Linked DNA regions of Columba livia: region 1 is linked to region 2. A link is a contact called in public Hi-C data. All regions are on one chromosome and are shown on one strand. Each heading gives the region's core, a stretch centred on a gene start, on an enhancer-like site or on the middle of the called end of the contact. The rest is flanking DNA. Distances are from core to core; before and after follow the strand shown.

Evidence for each region. Hi-C and Micro-C count contacts between places; a contact is called where the count stands out from the background.
Region 1: a Hi-C map of crop shows a contact between it and region 2, with 4 times the contacts expected there. The contact joins the promoter of RPS3 here to the promoter of FCHSD2 in region 2. A contact is called at or near these places in 2 of 2 Hi-C or Micro-C datasets (crop and liver).

What each region holds. Positions count from the first base shown.
Region 1 is chr1:2,995,343-3,001,086 of bColLiv1.pat.W.v2, forward strand. It overlaps RPS3 (ribosomal protein S3), which reads left to right and starts at 4,331. Exons shown (of 7, transcript XM_005500610.3): 1 at 4,331-4,476. The coding sequence starts at 4,447.
Region 2 is chr1:2,807,475-2,813,557 of bColLiv1.pat.W.v2, forward strand. FCHSD2 (FCH and double SH3 domains 2) reads left to right here and starts at 1,362. Exons shown (of 21, transcript XM_065065189.1): 1 at 1,362-1,757; 2 at 4,080-4,177. The coding sequence starts at 1,737.

The DNA.
Region 1 (5,744 bases), core at 3,081-5,580, 190 kb after region 2:
CTCACTCTTGTTTGGGTCTGCTGCTGTGTCTCTCAGTCCTGCGGTCCATCCAGACAGATTAGAGATGTTTGAGGTACATCCCTGGCCTTTTGGCTTTAGTATCTCCTGCTAAGGTGGTGCCCTATGGTATTTTCCTACCTGCATTAAATCCCAGACCTCCTCCTGAACTCGCCTGCAGCTCGGCCTCAGCGCCGTGCAGCCCAACAGCCCCAGTTCCTCTTGTGGTGAAGGCTCAGCTGGTCCCTCTGAGGACGGTGAGAAGCAACCTGCAGACTCAGATCGGGGGACAGGAATGAGGAACCTTACAGCCAGGACGATTTCTTGCAGATGTAGGGTTGAATGAAGCATTGGTGGTGATTTATACGGTGCTAGGAAGGGAGCAACACCTCTTCTGCCACCGGCACATGAGCTGGCTTTTCTGTGCCCAGGGATGCAGCTGGAGAATCACAGAATCCATCAAATCCAACCATAACCCAACCCCAGCACTGCCCCATGTCCCTGAGAACCTCATCTCTGTGTCTGTCCAACCCTCCAGGGATGGTGACTCCAGCACTGCCCTGGGCAGCCTGTTCCAATGCCCCACAGCCCTTTGGGGAAGAAATTGTTCCCCAGATCCAACCTCAACCTCCCCTGGCACAACTTGAGGCCGTTTCCTCTGCTCCTGGCGCTTGTTCCTGGGGAGCAGAGCCCGAGTCCCCCTTGACTCCAAGCTCCTCTCAGGCAGTTCAGAGATCAGAAGGTCTCCCCCTCCCAGCTCCTTTTCCACCGGACACTTGTGCTCCAGCCTCTCTTCCCCGAGCCTGTAGCGCTGCCTGGGGTTGGTGAGACCCAAGTGCAGGATCCAGCACTTGGCCTTGGTGAACCTCAGACAATTGGCCTCAGAAAAGCACCAAGAGCTCACAAGCACCTCAACAACTATTTCTGCCCACACTACAGGAGGCTGGTCGAAGCCCTGGGCTCCCAGTGCCCCCTAAAACCTGGTTGCAGCCTGGCCGCAGTCTCACTCCCCGGGGGAGAGATTGGGAAGAGATAGATGGAGCTGTTGCTCCTAATTTGTGCAAGAGGAAATCCCCATGGACAGCAACTGGCACTTGAGGAGCATGGAGATGACAAGAGAGGGGAGGATGGGGCCACTAGAGAGACCACCAAGGTCAGCGTGTTTGGGCAGCCTGAGAGCGAGGGAAGAGTTGGAGCAGAGGACAGTGGGCACGACTGTGGGGAAGGGGGGACAGGAGTGAGGGACAGCATCTTCTGCTGTGTCCCTTCAATCTGGAGATATCCCAGCCCTCTGCAGAGGGTGGGGAGAGAGGATGCAGGGTGGAGGATGAGGGACAGCCAAGCCTGGGCTGGTGCAGATGAAGGGAAGGAGTTGGCTGAGGGGAGGGTGTGATGGTTGGAAACTCCAGAAGTGAGAGAAAGGTGTTTGGTGACAACAAGAGGGGGCACAAGTCCCTCACCAGCAGCTGACTTGGCAAAGTGGACCATGGGCTGCTCCAGACAGGCTCTGTTTCACCGATATCTCTGTCACTCCTTAAATCCTGGAGAAATGAATCCCTGGGGAAGAGGGAGGAGGGAAATGAGTAGAAACACGAAGCTTTTCCTACCCTTGTCGCCATCTCCACTGACATCTAGTGGCAAAATAATCTTTCCCCTGTCAGAGAGAAGAGCTGGCTCCTTCCAGGCACTGTGGCCTCCCCACTGCTCCCTGCAGTGATATTGGGCTGTGTGTTGGAAGGAGATGTGTTTGCCAGCACTGTACTGGTCATACTGGTATTCCCTGCATGGTTATGTCTCAATGAGGCAACTCTAAGTAAACTGGTCCGTGTCAGACACCTCACGCTCCCAGGTGGGAAAGGTCCCGCTCTCTGTCCTCGCTCGGAGGGTTGGTACCAGTTCCAGAGCGGAGCTGCCTCCTCCTTGTTGTTCCCAGAGTGATGCTGATTGTCACCCGACACATCTATAGAATCATAGAACCATTTCAGTTGGAAGAGACCCTCAGGATCATCGAGTCCAACCATAACCTAGACTAACCCCAGCACTAAACCATGTCCCTAAAAACCTCATCTCCATCTGTCCAACCCTCCAGGGATGCTGACCTCTCTGCAGAGCTTGGGGCTGGCAGGAGACAGAGTCTTGTCCCCAAGGGAACGTCTGTCCTGGTTGCTGGAGACCTGGAGACCTGCGGCTGCCCTGGGCTGGGGAGAAACCACTTATGGAGTCATAGAGTCATTTGGGTTGGAAAAGACCTTTAAGATCATTAAGTCCAACACTGCCAAGGCCACCACTACCCCATGTCCCTGAGAACCTCATCTCTGTGTCTGTCCAACCCTCCAGGGATGGTGACTCCAGCACTGCCCTGGGCAGCCTGTTCCGATGCCCCACAGCCCTTTGGGGAAGAAATTGTTCCCCACATCCAAACTCAACCTCCCCTGGCGCAACTTGAGGCCGTTTCGTCTGCTCCTGGCGCTTGTTCCTGGGGAGCAGAGCCCGACCCCCCTGGCTCCAAGCTCCTTTCAGGCAGTTCAGAGATCAGAAGGTCTCCCCTCAGCTCCTGTTCTCCAGCTGAACCCCCCAGGTCCCTCAGCCGCTCCATCACACTTGTGCTCCAGCCCCTACCCCAGCCCCGTTCCCTTCTCTCAACTCGCTCCAGCACCTCAAGGCCTTTCTTGGTGTGAGGGGCCCAAAACTGCCCCCAGGATTGGTGGTTTGGCCTCCCCAGGTCCCAGCACAGGGACGGTCACTGCCCTGGGCCTGCTGGCCACACCAGTGCTGGTACCAGCCAGGATGCTGGTGGCCTCTTGGCCACCTGGGCACTCGCTGGCTCATGTTCAGCCGCTGGCACCAACACCCCCAGCTCCTTTTCCGCCGGGCACTTTCCAGCCGCTCTTCCCCGAGCCTGTAGCGCTGCCTGGGGTTGCTGTGACCCCAGGGCAGGACCCGGCACTTGGCCTTGGTGAACCTCAGACAAATGGCCTCAGCCCATCCATCCAGCCGGGCCAGACCCCTCTGTATGGCCTTCCCACCCTCCAGCACATCAACACTCCACCCAACTTGGTGTTGTCTGCAAACTCACTGAGGGTGCACTCGATCCCCTCACGAGTCCCCTTATGGGGACCTTTGCTCTTCAGCTTTGCACAACTTGAGCAGTCTAGCCCAAAAACAGAGGCAGTGGGGGAGACAGAGGATCAGATGGAATTATTTACAGAGCCATTAAGTGTTGTTTTCCTATTTCTTCTTACTTATTTTTTGATAATTCTAACATTTAATTTCTTCTTCTATTGCAAAGACGCAATGGGGTCTGTGCATTCATGGCTGTGCAATGCCCCTGCCTTCACCTGTGGCCACTTATTTTCTGCAAGGCTTTCCCAAAGAAGCCTTACAAAAAGCCAAATAGCTCATTTTTACCTTTTTTTTCCCCTCATCCCCCTATCTGGTGGCTCCAGGAGGTTTGCAAGGCAGAAATACCTTTTGCTGGCTCTTCCCAAACGGACCGTATTTACCCACCGGCGTGCGGGTATTTTCATGTATCATTTCTACCCGTTATTATAATTTCTAGTTGAAGTGGCACAACCAACCCCCTGTAATCCCCTACAAACCCTGGACCACTTATAATAATAACAATAAAAAAGCCACTTTCCCCATCTTTGACCACCACAGGAGAAATCCCATCTTACTGGTACTAATTTAACTCAGTGCCCAGACTGCAGAGGTGATAATATGATTATAGGAGGAAAAATATCCCGCAGAAGATCTGCCCTGGAGCCACAACTGTCCTGTTGGCCGAATTATTTGTCTTTTAGTGAGGTGTAGAGCCCTCAAGATGCTGCACACATAGAGCAGGTAAGACCTGCAATAGCTGTAAGTTTACAGTTAGATATCATTCATATTTACAGTTAACTATTGATAGTTAATAGCTGTTGTTAACATTTACATAAAGCGGCAAATTATGGGGTAATAGTAGAGCATCCTCTGGTAGCAAAGGCTCCTCACTTTCCACTGGAAATTAACCAAATAACCTGTGATTTTTCACACCTTTTTCCTCGTGAGCTTTGACTACCTAAAAAATAAAGGTTAACAAGACTGTTAGGGGGGACTGTGCTGTTCCCCTCACCTCAGGCTGCGCTCCCCTCACAGCACGGCGAAGAGAAGGTGTCTTTATTACCAGAGAACGCCCCCAGGTAGCAAATCGGGGTGAATTACATCGGTTTTGTAGCCGCTTTAATGCGGGTTGTGGGCGTTCACAGCCTGTCAGGGCGGGAAAACCCACTGACAGGTTCCAGCCTCCCCAACATGGCGGCGCGTCAGCACCGGGGAGACTACATTTCCCATCGGCCCCCGCCCGCCGACCCACGTGATCGCGGCGGCCCAATGGGGAGCGGCGGAAGGCAGATATAGCCCTCCCTCGGGGAAAGGTTCCCTCCTTTCCGCCGGGCGGCGCGGCTCAAGATGGCGGTGCAGATCTCCAAGAAGCGCAAGGTGAGGGCGGCGGCCCGGCTCGCCGCAGCTTTGGGGCGCCTCCATACCGGCGGGGTCGCGTCGGAGGAGGCCCCGGGCTTCGTCGGGGCGGGGCGGCGGGGTGGGGATGGCGGCGGATGCGGGAGGATGGAGGCGGATTGCGGCTGGGCGGCCCGGCGGGGAACATGGCGGCGGGAGGCCGGGGTGAGGGAGTGCGCGGGGGACCCTGCGCAGACCACGGGGCGGGGGGAGAGCGCGGGGGGCAGCCATAATTCCCCCTCTCAGCCCTCTCTGGGGCCTGTGCTGAGCTCTGGAACTGTGTCCAGTGTCCGGGCTGGACTGGGCAGAGAAGAACCGGATGAAGTTCAACAAGGGCAAGTTTAGGATCGTGGGAGTGACAACCGCAGGCACCAGTACAGGTTGGGGTTGACCTTCTGGAAAGCAGGATTGCAGAGGAAGACCTGGGCGTCCTGGGGGACAACAGGTTGACCATGAATCAACAGTGTGCCCTGTGGCCAAGAGGCCAATGGTACCTGGGCTACATAGGAAGAGTGTGACCAGCAGGTTGAGGGAGGTTCCTCCCACTCTGCTCTGCCTTGGTGAAGCAGAATCTGGAGCATTTGGTCCAGTTCTGGGCTCCCCAGTTTAAGAAGGACAAGGAATTACTGGGGAGAGTCCAGTGGTGGGCTACAAAGATGCTGAGGGGTCTGGAGCATCTTTGTGATGAGGAGACACTGAGAGAGCTGGGGCTGTTGAGCTGGAGAAGAGAAGCTGAGAGGGATCTGATCAATGGATCAATATGTCAGGGTGGGTGTCAGAGGATGGACCAGACTCTGTTCAGTGGTGCCCAACGCCAGGGTGAGGGGCAACGGGCACAGACTGAAACACAGGGGGCTTCATCTGAACATGAGGAGAAACTTCTTTGCTGAGAGGTGCCAGAGCCTGGCCCAGGCTGCCCAGAGCGGGTGTGGAGTCTCCTCTGAGACATTCAAACCCGCATGGACCCACCTGTGTGATCTGCTCTGGTGACCCTGCGTGAGTAGGTGAGTTGGGCTGGGGGATCTCCAAAGGTCCCTTCAACCCCAACCACACTGTGGTTCTGTGACTCCCTGATCAGATGGTGCAGGACTCTGCCTGTCTTGTAGAGGGGGGGGGAGGTTTGGCGCCTGTGCATTGTAAGGGTAGAAGTGGGAGCCCTGGCAGCAGGACTTGTGGGGCTCATAAAGGGATGTGACCTCTGAAATTATTTTATGTAATTTCGTACCAAATCAGAAGTGCCACTGCACTTC
Region 2 (6,083 bases), core at 112-2,611:
TGCGCAAAAACTGCCGCCCCTGTGCACTCCCTGGCACACCCCTGTGCACACTCTGCACCCTCACTGTGCATCCCCCGTGCACAGCCCTGCAGCCCCTGTGCAACCCCGTGTGTATCTCTGCATCCCTTGTGCACCCCTGTGCATGCCATGCATCTTCCACGTGCACACCCTTGCAGCCCCCGCGCACACCTTGCATCCCCACCATGCACTACCTGCATCCTCCGTGCACACCTTGTGCACCCCCCTGCACTCCCTCTGTGCACACCCCTGCATCTTCCCTGTACACACTGTGCACTCCCTGTATCCCCCACCCCGTGCACCACCTGTGCACACCGCTGCACCCCTCCCCGTGCATCCCCCTGCACACCCTGGAGCCCCCGTGCACCCCGCTTTGCACACAGTGCACACCCCCCCCGTGCACTCCCTACATCCCGCGTGCACACCACTGCACCCCCGCATCTTCCCTTTACACATTCTGTGCACACTCTGTGCGCAGCCCCCGCCGTGCACATCCCTGCAGCCCTTGTGCACCTCCCCGTGCATCCCCTTGTGCACACCCCTGCACCCGCCGCATCTTCTCTGTACACACTGTGCACTCCCTGCATCCCCACTGCGCACACCCGGTGCACACCCCTGCACCCCCCCGTGCACACGCCATGCACAGTCCGTGCACACCCCTGCACCTCCCGTGCACACCACTGCACCCCCTCCGTGCACATCCCTGCATCCACCCCGCGCACACTTCGTGCATACCTCTGCACCCCCCGTGCACACCCGTGCACCCCCCTGGGCCCCCCATGCACACCGTGTGCACACTCCTACACCCGCCCGTGCACAGCCCTGCGCCTCCAGTGCACACGCCGTGCATACCCCCGGACACACTCCTGCACCCCCCGTGCACACGCCGTGCACACCCCTGTACGCCCCCGGGCACACCCGTGCACACCCCTCTACCCCCCTGGGCACACCCGTGCACAGCCCTGCACCCGCCGTGCACACCCCTGTACCCCCCACATCTCCCCCGTACACACTGTGCACCTCCTGCATTCCTCCCCTGCACCCGCCGTGCACAGCCCTGCACTCCCCGTGCATTCCCCTGCACCCCGCTGCCAACCCCCCCCCGCTCCTTGCACACCCCTACAGCCCCTGTGCACCCCCCGTGCACACTCCCACGCCCCCCCTGTGCACCCCCGTGCACACACACGCTCCGCCCGCACCGCGCCCCCCAGCGGCCGCCGACACCCGCGGGGCGGGCGCGGAGAGGCCTCGCCCCGCCCCTCTATGGCGGCCGCTCTGGGCGGCAGGAGCGCGAGGCCGCGGGCGGGGCGGGCGGTTGGCGCGCGCGTCCCCTCAGCGGGGCGCTCCCGAGCCGCGCTCCGCGCTCCGCTCTCACATCTCCTCCTTTTGCTTTTGCTTTTGATTTTTTTCAATTTTCGAACTCGCTCCCCCCTCCGCTCTCTCCCCGCCTTCCCTCCGCCGCCTCCTTTCCCCTCCCCGCTTCCCCAGGGCCGGGACTCGGGACGCCGCTCGGTGCCCGCCCGCCGCTGCCCGTGAGGAAGAGGCGGCCTCACCCCCCCCCCCCCCTCCCCTCCTCCACCCCCCGCTCCTCCCGCCGACCGCGACTCGCCCCGACCCGGGAGGGAGCCGCTCGCTGCCCGCTCCTCCTCCTCCTGCAGCGGGGGCCGCATCCTGCTGCCGGGGGGGAGGGAATTGATGTGGAGACCCAGCGCAGCACCATGCAGCCCCCGCCGAGAAAGGTGAGGGAGTCGAGGGGGCTTGTGTGGAGATGGGGGGGGGGGGGGGCGGCTGAGTGGGGCTGGTGGAGGGGGGGGGTGACTGGTGTGGGGTGGGTTTAGGGGTGTGGGGAGGGATGAGGGGGTTTGGGGACGCGGGGGGGGTGGTCTGGGAGAGGGTGAGTTGGAGGGAAGGGGGTGAGGGGGGAATTGAGGGTGAGGGGCAGCCCAGCAAGGTGGGGAAGCGGGGGATGTCTTGGGGGGGGTGTTGGAAATTGGGCATGGTGGGGGAGATGGGCTGTGGAAGCAGGAGGTGCGGGGGAGCGGTGGGTGTTGGGCCCCCATGCCCAGTGGAGGTTGTTGAGATGAAGGATAGGGTGGTCAGGGACTGCAGAGGAGGGCTTGGACAGTCGGTACCATTGCGGGGTGCTACCAGCTGGATTATGGGGGGGTTTCGGCGACTATAGTTGATACCAACAGCCGTGGGTTGGTTGTGTTGGAGGAGAAGGTCACGTCTGGGGTTGATATGGGGTATCCCCGCGTGGATCAGCAGCCAAAAATGTGCAACATCTGTGTGATGGGAACAAGCTGCCAATGCGGCGGGGAGGCTTTTTTGTGTCCATGGGAATATGGGGTGCTTTGCATTGGGGTGGAAGGAGGAACGTAGATTTGGGAAAAAAAGGCTGTTCCAAGCGTGGCTTGTCTGTGTAGACAGGTTGTTATCTGGCAGGCTGGAGCTGTGGTGAGGTCTTGAGCTATATCTAAGTGTTAATACATGGAGAGATATATTGATTAGTTGTTTTGAGGGTTGTGTGTGGGGAGAAAGGGGGAACCAGGGATGGTGAAGCGGGGCTCAGGATGGATAAGCCGTGTCTTTATGGGCACCGTGGAAAGGGGTTTTGTGGTTTTGCGATTTTTGCACTGCTGCCCGATGGGGCTGGTTGGGGCAGTAATCGTTGATGATCTGATCGTTGTAGCTCACCATAGATGTTGGAGATTTCATGTGCCATGTTGAGGTTTCTCGGTCAGCAGAAGAGATTGCAGGGGGCTTGTGGGGTGGAGAACTGTATAATAGTGACTGGGAGGGGAGGAAGGTTGGAGAGGGAGTGTAAACAGAAATCTCTTGTCATCCCCCGGACTCCCCAGTAGCTCTGGCAGGCAGCTGCACCCAACATCTCTCCTTGGCTCATTCCTGCCCCTCGACCTCTTGTTTTGTGGCTGGGCTCTGCTTTTGTTAATTCTTATTTCTATTTTAGTTTGCGCTTGGCGGCTTATTTATATTACGTGCATGTCGTTCTTTTCCTATATTATTTCATGTGAGATTATTTCCATTACATAGGTCGTGTGTGTGGGTTTATTTATTTTGAGTAGGGTTTTTTCATATACAGATAAAAATGCTGAAAGTTCGTGTTGAAAATAGATACTTTTTCTTCTTGACCTTAGGGGCATACATGTGATTTTTTTTGTATAGTGAAAAAACTCATCTTTATATAATGTGATTAAGGGGTGCTTGTTGCTGGAGGTTTGTTTTCAGAGTTAAAATCGACGAGGCTTTTGCTCTCTGGTGAGATTTAGGTTTTATTCTGCGTGGCTAGTGAAGAAGAGGGAGATCTGTGTTTTCTTCCTCTCTGAATTTTTCATTTCTCTTCCCTCATTACAGTGACTGTTTGGCATTTCTGTCCTCATGAATGCATAATGTCTTCAGATATGCCAGTGATCGTTTTTTAGGCCGACACACAGATTCCCTGTGATCACTAGAGGGCTTAAATGCCAAGACCTGTTGGTTTATAAAAACAAGAACAAAACAACCCCAAGGTTACCTTCTAAAATCGAATCATTCCATATACCTATGCCAGTGGGGATACCTGCCTCTTATCAAGGAGGTTCCCAAAGTGTTGACATTTTAGCTTCGTGATCACAAGGTTCAAAGGAAAATACACGAACACTAAAAAATGTAAGGCAAACATCCTAAAGCCTTTTATAGAGGGCTCTTTTGACCTGATGCATAATCAAAAAACAACTTGATGGTTAAGCTATCCTTAGGCAAAACTCTTCTATTGCACACAAACTACCCTCCTAGCTTTCGGAAGAAAATTTCACTTTCGTTAATGGTTGGGTGTAAGTGTGAGATTCTTGCCATGTGCTGGGGTGCCAGCACTTACTAAACCAGCTTTTCCGAATGTTGCGTTAGGGTTAAACCACCCTCCTAACTCTGTGTTTGAATTTGCTACTGAAACGTGCCATTTCACAATAGGTGAAGGACATGAATTGTATGTTTTTTTCTTGTTGAAGTTTGACTTAAACTCTACAGAAAATATATGTGGTCTGTGGTTTCTTTTTTTGTAGGTGAAAGTTACACAAGAGCTAAAAAACATTCAGGTTGAGCAGATGACAAAACTTCAGGCCAAGCATCAGGCAGAATGTGAGCTACTTGAAGATATCAGGTAAGGTTACAGAAAATGCTACCAAAATTCCTTTAAGATCCAGCTTTTGGAAGAACATTTGAGTTACAAAACTTCAGGAACTGACGATGGAATTTCCTCTTTGGATTTCCTGCTTTTAGGCTGTTAAAGTTTTGACACAGCTGGAAATTATAACTGGAGCTAACACAATGCAAACCATTTTTTCTTCTCTTTAGTGGGGGAAATGTTGAAAAAACAAAGTCACAAACAACACACAAAAAGTGTTGGTCTCTTCAGCAATATTTCTCTATATAATAGACTAAGACTTTGATTTACCAATTGTAAAGGGCTGCTAAAAGTATTAAAATACTTCAAACCACTGATGATTTATGTCTCTCTGGAGGTAGGTTTGACCAGCACTTTTAAATAGACTTTTTAACAGAAACTTTTAAGCAGATATTTGCATTTATAATTTAAAACTCTGCACAGGCAAACCTACCTGACATCAGTTGCAGGGGGGGGTATTATTCCTTTTACCTAATGTGTTTGATTCTCTTGAAATTAAAAGTTTGCTTTTAATAAAATAACGGTGGTAGTGGGTACCTGGCATTATATGGAGGATTAATTGTTCCGTTTGGAGAGGATCAATTTCAAGGATGGTTCATTCTGTGAAATGTTGAGCAGTGAGTTCTGCTCTTTTGGCAGTGTATAGTCCATCCATTAATTATTTAAATGAGATTTCTCGCTGTATATTTGTCTATAAAATGCAAATGTGTTGACTTGGACAGATGACGTACTGTTTTCTCACGGTGTCCTGCCTTCATAAATCAGAATGTCGAGGTTTGAGCCTTCTCTGTTTTTCTTCTGTGGGTGTTGAAACAGGTTTTTTTTGTATGGGAAAGATCACAGCTTTCATTTCCTTAGATTAAAATGAGTGGCTGTGCAGTGTTTAACTAGCAAATGCTGAGTAATAAGTAACAGACTGATCCAAGGAATTTTTCCCCCTAGATAGAAGCATATTTTTAGAACATCTTGGCCAGGTACTGCTGCTCTCATCCAGGTTTTATGAGCGTTTCCTATTTTTCAGGAGCTTGTAATTACTTCAGTCTGTGTTCTGCTGAGATGTCATAAGCATTATTAGCCTGTGGACACAAAACCAGGAAAAGAAGTGAAAAAGCTAGCCTAGAATATTTTTCTTTAACGTAATCAAATTCCTACGGTTAATTTAATTTGTCAATTTTAATGTTATGGCTTAAAAAGCTGGGTTAATATATTTAATTCACTAACGGTCCCTAAATGTACAGAGTTGCTGTTCAGCATTCTGGTTGCGAGCAATCTGTATTGGCAGAATCGCCGTGTGGATTTACAGATTAAACACTCTTTAAACATGGCATGATGTGATGGGATATGACAGCTCCGTCATGTCGACGATTTGTTCAGATATCAGCTCACAGAATAAGAGAGAATGAGAGGATTTTCACTTAAAAACATTGGCTGAAAAGGGAAAAGAAAAAGAAGATCTTTGTTTTTGGCGCAGAGGCCTTTTAATTGCACGTGATGGAGGAGCTGGGCTTTGAGGACTCGGTGGCGGTGACGCTGTGCCGGTCGGCGTGTGACACTCGGGCGAGAAGTTGGGTGTCACCCTCGTCATCCCGTTCCTCCTGTATTTATGACCGTATTCAGGATATTCAGCCACCGTGATGCCAGAGTGTTCCAGAAAGCTATTGCTCGTTGGAACCACACACAGCATCTTTTTGTCTCTGGAAGGAAGAATAATTTTTATAGAAAGCACCCTGCTGTTAGCTGAAAGTATTAAATTTGAACTGAGCGCTGTTTGTTTATCAAGATTTGAGCGAGTTTGCGTCGCTTTGGAGCATTGTTGGAGCATTCAGGCTCAACTTTGTGCTCTTTATGCTGCTTTGATTTCTACAAACTTAACTGCTGCAGT